Regions from separate parts of the Lactuca sativa genome. Here region 1 is linked to region 2. A link is a contact called in public Hi-C data. All regions are on one chromosome and are shown on one strand. The core of a region is the stretch at or near the end of the contact, and the rest is flanking DNA. Distances in the headings are between cores, read along the strand shown.

What was found. Hi-C and Micro-C count contacts between places; a contact is called where the count stands out from the background.
Region 1: a Hi-C map of seed shows a contact between it and region 2, with 7 times the contacts expected there. The contact joins the promoter of LOC111912001 here to the promoter of LOC111912020 in region 2. A contact is called at or near these places in 3 of 4 Hi-C or Micro-C datasets (leaf and seed).

What each region holds. Positions count from the first base shown.
Region 1 is chr7:170,271,295-170,275,192 of Lsat_Salinas_v11, forward strand. LOC111912001 reads left to right here and starts at 1,978. Exons shown (of 5, transcript XM_052765850.1): 1 at 1,978-2,123; 2 at 2,232-2,413; 3 at 2,459-2,514; 4 at 2,596-2,845; 5 at 2,925-3,673. The coding sequence starts at 1,978. The coding sequence ends at 3,673.
Region 2 is chr7:169,802,555-169,806,503 of Lsat_Salinas_v11, forward strand. LOC111912020 (CSC1-like protein At3g21620) reads right to left here and starts at 1,685. Exons shown (of 10, transcript XM_023907779.3): 1 at 1,420-1,685; 2 at 520-1,108; 3 at 313-448; 4 at 41-142. The coding sequence starts at 1,079.

The DNA.
Region 1 (3,898 bases), core at 728-3,227, 470 kb after region 2:
CCATCACGTGCCCTCCATGTGAGGGCATTTTGGTCATTTTAGGTCCTAGCCTCCGTTGCTGCCACTTCAATTAATAAGATTGCAGACTGTACTCACTCCTTCGTCTTCTACTCATACCTCTTTGGATTCAAACGCAAAAACCCTAACGATCGTCTGAAAATTGGATTGTGTTCATGCTTTTGAAAATGTGGGGACTTAGAAATGTTGGAGAGATTGTCAACGTTCAAGAAGTTTATGGTAAGATTCAAACTTAGAAAACTCTGTATTTTATGATCAAGCTTCAAACTTTGAAAAACTCTAACTAACAATCGTCTATTTCTGTTTTGAAGATGTTTACCTCAACATATTCTCTAGTGAACTTCATCACGGAGGGAGTTTCACAAAGTTTCCAAATATCAGGTATATTAATGGCCAAGTAAGGTACTTTGATGTTGTCGACATTGATGAATTTTTTGATCATGAACTAGACTTGATGATGAGAGAATTAGGGTATGATGGTACTAAAATCATGTATTACCATTTCCGTTTGCCTAATGAAGGATTTGACTTTGGACTCCGAGCATTAGGTAACGATGATGATGTGCGTAATCTCTCACAGTATGTTACCCATAATAACAAAATGATTAAAGTGTACACAGAGCATGGTCAAACGAACTTGCTTACATATTTTATGTCCCCACCTGGTCTAAGAAGGGTTATAATAGAAGACATGGACAATCATGGTCCTCTTAGACCCTCATCACCTGTAGTTGCTCATGAAGTGGTAACTCTAATCCAAATTGATGTTGGTGAGGGTGATTTAGGGTTAGCATTAACCTTATACAAATCAGCAACACCTGAATTTAGTAGGTCTAAAGGTTGGAAACATAGTAAAGGGGCATCGTCTTGTAGTAGAAAGCTTAACTTGGATTGGGAAGGTGGTGAAAAAACAATGGCAAGTGGTGAAGTTGATAAAGGTAAGGGTGTAGAAGGATTTACAGATGAATATGTTGTAGTTAATGTAGAAAAAGAGTTAAATAAAGAGATTGATGTGAATGAAGAACTTGACATGAACAAATCCAATGGTGAGGGTGTAGAAAGATTTGCAGATGAGGGGTATAGAGTTGTCATGGATAATGATCCTCAAGGAGTCAATGAATTTTCAACTAACATCAACATAGATGATGAGTTAATGACAAAATTTCAACCTTTTGAAGGGTTTGAAGACCAAGATAGCATCCCATTTAATGGGTTTGAAGGCCGGTTTGAAGGCCAAGATAATATTCCTTTCAATGATGACTGGAGACAAGAGGAGCCTGATGACATTGAGTTTGAGAATCAAAACAGTGAAGATGAAGATAGTGACTTTATGATTGATGAGGACAACATAATTGAAGATGTTGACGTTGACATGGAGGATTTCAATCTAAATATTGATACAGAAGCAGAGTTCAATGGATGTCAAAGTATGGGTGGTCAAAGAAATGAAGATAGTGATGAAGAAGAGGATTTGGAGGTAATTGATAATGACGAGTGGGATTCACTAAGTGATGACTCAGGGGACAACAGGAAAAGAAGAGAAATGATCAAAGAGCTGGGGAAACAAACATTATGTTCTGCTGGTGAGGTGCACAAGGTAGCTTTTCATATTGGGCAGAAATATAAATCCAAGAAAGAATTGAAAGATAAAATTGACCTGCATGCTTTAGAGGCAAGGAGGAATATCTCATTCACAAAAAAAACGACAAGAGTAGATTAACAGTTGTTTATGATGGAACTGTAGTTTTAAATGCAAGTGGGGTAGGTGGACCTACCTCTGGGAAAAAGGTAAAGGGTAAAGATGTAAACTCAGATAAAGTTAAATGTACATGGAAACTTCATACATCTAGGTCAAGTGAACAGGATTATTGGTTTATTAAGACCTATAATCAGAAACACATCTGCCTCCAAACACGAAAAATCAGATCTTGCACAACAACATTTCTTTCCAAACGTATTATGGATCGGATTGAAGCTAATCCTGGACTGCCTGTTCGTGCCCTACAAGAGCAACTCCAATCAACTTATGGAGTTAGTATTTCAGAAGAGAAAGCATTTAGGGCAAAAGCATTAACCACCAAAAGTGTTGCAGGGGATTACGTAAAGTAATATGCAGCTTTGAGAGACTATGTACTAGAGCTACAAAAGACAAATGAAGGTACAACTGTAAAGCTTGATGTGGTTTCTGAACCTGTGGTTTCATCCCCAACTAGGCAATTCAGAAGGATATACGTGTGTTTAGGTCCTTTGAAGAAAGGATTTAAGGCAGGTTTGAGAGAATTTTTAGGCTTAGATGGAGCCTTTATGAAGGGACCTTTCCCAGGTCAAATACTAAGTGCAGTTGGTGTTGATTCCAACAATGGAACCTACCCATTGGCATATGCTGTTGTTGAAAGTGAAAACACTTCAAGTTGGAAATGGTTTCTTTAGTGTTTTGCAGAAGATCTTGACTTGTATTTAAATTCCAACTTCACCTTTATCAGTGATAGACAGAAGGTATTATAGTTACATTTAATATTGCATACTAGTTTCATTACAGACTAATGCTAATTACTTATTTTGTTTTGGTGAAAACAGGGTCTTCTACCAGCCATAGAACAATTGTTCCCTAATGCAGAACACAGGTTATGTATTAGACACATATACCAGAACATGAGGAAGTTATTTAAGACTACAGAGTACAAGGAGTATTTTTGGAGGTGTGCTACAGCCACCACCATACCAGAGTTTGAAGTTGTAATGGTAGAGCTAAGGAATTATGACATAGAAGCATATCAGTGGCTCTTGAAAATCTCTCCACATCATTGGGCTAGAAGTCATTTTTCAGGTATTTTCTCAATTTTTTGTCTTATTTTTTATTATAGTATAGATATACACTAACTGTTGTTTTGTTAATGAACTATTAGGAAGGGCAATTTCAGACATGTTATTGAATAAACTTTGTGAAGTATTCAATAGCAAACTTGTTAAAGGGAGAGACAAACCCATTATCAGTTGTTTGGAGTTCATCAGAGAGTACCTTATGAAGAGAGTATGCAATGTGATGAAGGTGTTAAACAAGTGTCAAGGTCCATTAACTCCAACTGGTACTAGGATTTTGGAAGCAAACACAACACTAGCTAGTAAGTATCATGCACGATGGAATGGGGGACAAAAGTATCATGTTAAAGGTTCATGGAATGATCAACATGTAGTGGACATGGAGAAAAGGGAGTGTAGTTGTAGAAAGTGGGAGCTTACTGGAATTCCTTGCAAGCATGCAATTGCAAGCCTAAATGAAATGGCAGACAATAATGAAAAGGTGGGAGAACTATACACCTATGTGCATAAGGTGTATTGGCTTGATACATGGAAAGAGATGTACTCCTTCAAGGTGGAGCCTATCAAAGGTAGAGCCATGTGGCCTAAGAGTGACTGCCCAACAACTCTTGTGCCTCCACCACACAACAAAGCTATAGGCAGGCCAAAAAAGAAAAGAAGGATTACAGCAGAGGAAAGGATTGAAATCCAGCAACGTAAGAGGCAAGCAAACAGTCAAAGTCAAAATGATAATGAAACTCAATCACTAAGCAGGAAGTTTTTAACTGTGACATGTAGTAAGTGTAAGCAAAAGGGTCACAATGCCAGGATTTGCAAGGTCAAAGATGGGAATTGATGTTTAAGTACTTTTTATGTTTGTGAAGACTTGTTAATGCACTTTAGTTGGTACTTTGTTGCCTTTTTTTGGTTCCATTTTGATAATGTACTTTGATGCCCTTTTATGGAACAATGTACTCCAATGTTTTGATAATGTACTTTAATGCCCTTTGTTGGTAATGATTGTGTTTTGGCATCTATCTGTTATGGTCCCCTTTTGGTAATGTTGTTTGTTATTTGTTTA
Region 2 (3,949 bases), core at 435-2,934:
ATTTTTTTATAAGAATTTAAAAAAAAAAAAAAAAAAAAACCTGATGAGATAGATAGTGATCAGGATGGTTGACTAGAAAAAAGTGTTCCACGAGTTCGTTGACCGATTCATCAGGGTCAGGAGGGACATTTCTAACTAGCACCTACAAAATTAAAATGTTAAATAATCTTGATTTATTAAAATACAAATTCAATAAATAAAATATATATATATATATATATATATATATATATATATATATATATATATATATATATATATATATATATATATATATATATATATATATATATGATTTTATAATAATCTTACTGTAAATTGATCGGGTCTTCGGTTTTCTGATGCGATAAAATGCAACCTCATTGATGCAACTATCTCATATTCTCTTTTTAAAATATAACATGTCCAAAAGGTAAAGGCATATGCCATGACTATATGTGTAAAGAATCTGCAACACATATTGTAAAATTATATTGGGATTCAATCTTTTTAAAATATATAATAAGTTGTCATTATTACCTGTTTGATCCAGTGGGAATGTTGGATATTGAAAGCTTGTCTATGTCACTATATGTTAATTTAGATTCCTCCAAAGTTCGATTGGTGAAATTGACTGGAACCATAACTGAGAAAGCAAGGCATGCTATTGGAACAAAGATCTTCAATCTGATATCAATTATGAACAACAAATCAAGAACACTAATCAGTATTCTTAATTGCATCTGGTAAAAGTTATAAACAAAGTAAGGTGAAGTGGAAGAATACCCTGTCAAGTAAATTCTCAAGTAAAGAACAGAGTCTAATCCGGCATGATCGATAAGCTCAGGCTCAGGCATACGTAATGCAGCAGGCATCCAATTGAGGAACTTCAAGTATGATCTGAAGTCTAAGTTTACAAACTTCTGCACAAATGCACCTGATTGAAGTGGATTGCTCCTTAATCCCCTTAGATACCATTTTGGAAAATACACTCTATCGTTTATAGGTTGAATCCGAAGTATGGCAAATGCTACCAAAAATGCAAATGCAGTGAGGATGTTTATGGTAGCTGCAAGCCCTATTTCAGAACTTGAAGCCATAATGTTACTTCACAAAATTGTGTATTCACCTGAAGAAGATTGATTAAAAAAAAACTGTCAGAATCCTATTTAACACCTAATTCCAAGTTACAACCACTACAATTTTCAAATTCAGTGAGAAATCACAATTGTATTGATCTTCGACGATATTTTATCGTGTTTCGTTCTTCAAGTCGATAATAATTTGTTATAATTGTAGAAATATGATGAGAAGAGCTTCCTGTTTAACCAGTGAAATAAGTAAATTCTACGCAGCATCAACTGGGGGTTTCAAACGAATTCATATCGATGAATAATCACAATCGAACACAAAATATACGGAAAAATCGTAGATACGTACTGATTGTGTTCGGGTATCTTCAAAACTTGTGCTCCAATTAGTACCCGATATACTTGTAAAAATCCTTCAGATGCCGAACAAAACTCGACGCTTTTAGTCGATTTGAAGCCTGTGAAAGATGCTGATGAAGACGATACACAGAGTGTAGGAATCCGTCTGGAAGAAATTGATTATAGCGGTGTTGGACTTGTGTGTGTGTGTGTGTGTGTGTGAAAGAGAGAGAGAGTGAGTGATTTGGTAAACGTTCGTTGAAGGTGAAGGGGAAGGCGGTGGGCTTTTTGGGTTTGAAAGTTGTAGAGACGTGGCATCGGATCGTAGTAACGGCTATATTCTATATGGACTCCGTTGGACTTTCTTACTTTCATACTAAGATATCTTTTACTAACGACAATTGTAATTGTATTATTGTATTGCATAAGGATGAATCAAAATTGTTAAGTGGAAAAGCTTTTATTTATAGAGTAAATTACTCTTGTGGTTTATACCAATTTAAAGTTTAAGTCTAAATTTTTAAAATTTATTATAGTTGATCGGTTGTGATATCTTTTACAATTGGTCCCTTAGTTATTTATGAAAATTTCTATCTTTCCATTTTCTTGTTATATTTATTTTAATTGTTTAATAAAAAAGCCTTATCTACCCCCATTATATTCATAGACCTTAACCTAAACCAAATTTAAATGCCTAATCTAAAATCAAAACTTAATTGAATCCTAAAGAAAAATTTATATCTATAAGTGAAAGATAAAACAAAAACAATATTCGACTACAAAGCTAACTATAACCCTAACCCTAAATCAGAATGGAAAGGAAAGAAGAAGGGTAGGCATGACGAGGCCATAGGTGGTTAGAGAAAGCAAAATGATGTTAATTGGGACACCGACGATCGGTGTTGAAGCCTAATCATCATTATCACCAATCACCACCACCATCATTGGTCGGTCTTAAGGCCACATGAGATAAAGATACAACCGGAGGAGATGAGGTGGTAAAGAGAGCACATAGGTGTTGATTGGGACATCGACGAAGATGAAGAAGACGGTTGATACTGGATATGGAGATTGGAGGAGATAGTTATGGAAGATAGAAGGGTGGTAGTAATAGTCGATTGTTGAAATCCTTTGGGTGTTGTTTTATTATTTTATAAAAACGATTCCTAAAGTTATTAATAATGTGAATATAAAATATAACATAAAAAGGGATATAATGACCATTATACATGCATCTAATGGTTGAAAATTAATGGAGTTAGTCTTAGAGACCACACATGTAACTTTTGGAAGCCATGGAAGGAGCCACAATAATTTTTATAAACTTTGACTCAACTTGCCGATAGTTAAATTGTTAAAATTGTGATCCTCTTCGTAAGGTTATACGATCCTATGATGTCATTTAGGTAAATCAATCTCGATCTTACTTTGAATGTGTTTATGTAGGATCATAATAGGATTGTATGATGGGATCGTAATATTGTTACCATTTTCTTTAGTTTTTAATAGTTTGTCTTGTATCGACTAAGTGATCCGAATATGAACTTTAGAAAAACTCATTTGAATTTTTTATTCAGTTACGTATATTGATGTATTTTCAATTTTTAAACTATTTATTGTTAGTAGAATGGTTAATTGATGGATGAGCATGTATTTTTTAAGTTTTAAAATGATTTTGGTAGGATCTTACAATCCCAAAACGAAAAACAATCATATGATCTCGATGTTGATAACCTTAACAGATATGTATATGTGCAGACACAAAGACCAAAACTGTGATTTAATATTATTTATATAGAAATGTTTGGAAATATGTAATTATAAAATTTTGAAGGTACATGATGACATAAAATATAAAAACTAAAAGTTCTTAAAATTATTAAAAGTTAGTTGAAATAGCTTTCTAAATTATAAATTTTTGTTTAAAATAAAAGTTTTAAGCATGTATTTTTAAACAAACTCATTCTTGTAATTCGAGTAAAAATACCAAAACTTGAAATCTTTTAAAATACTAGCGGTATCTTGTGTTTTCTTCCCTTCTTGAGGTAAAAGTTCAACTCTCGTCGTGGACATAGGTGAATTTAAGGTGTAGTTTAGGAGCATGTTAGATTTGTCGTTTAAAAAAAATAATAAAAAAAAACTTGATTTAAGAATACAAGTAAATTTAATGCCTACCAATCATATATCAACTGAATGTTTCATAAAACGTGCAAATGAATATTTGGTAATGTAATATACCTAATACATGCAACTATTCTCTTAAATATGTATATTCTGTAAGAAAAATATATATTTTGATGGTTTCGACGCACAAATACAATAGATATACTTCCAAAGAAACACATCAACCCCACTACCATCAAAAGTTACAATGCACATGCACTAACAATATTAAACATATAACAATAATGTATTTAAGATGATATTTATATGAGACAATACAATTTTCATGTACAAAGTCAATATATTTTAATATGTTCATTTAAGCAATGTATTTTCGTAACTTTATGGAAAACAATAACTTATTTTTAAATAAGTTA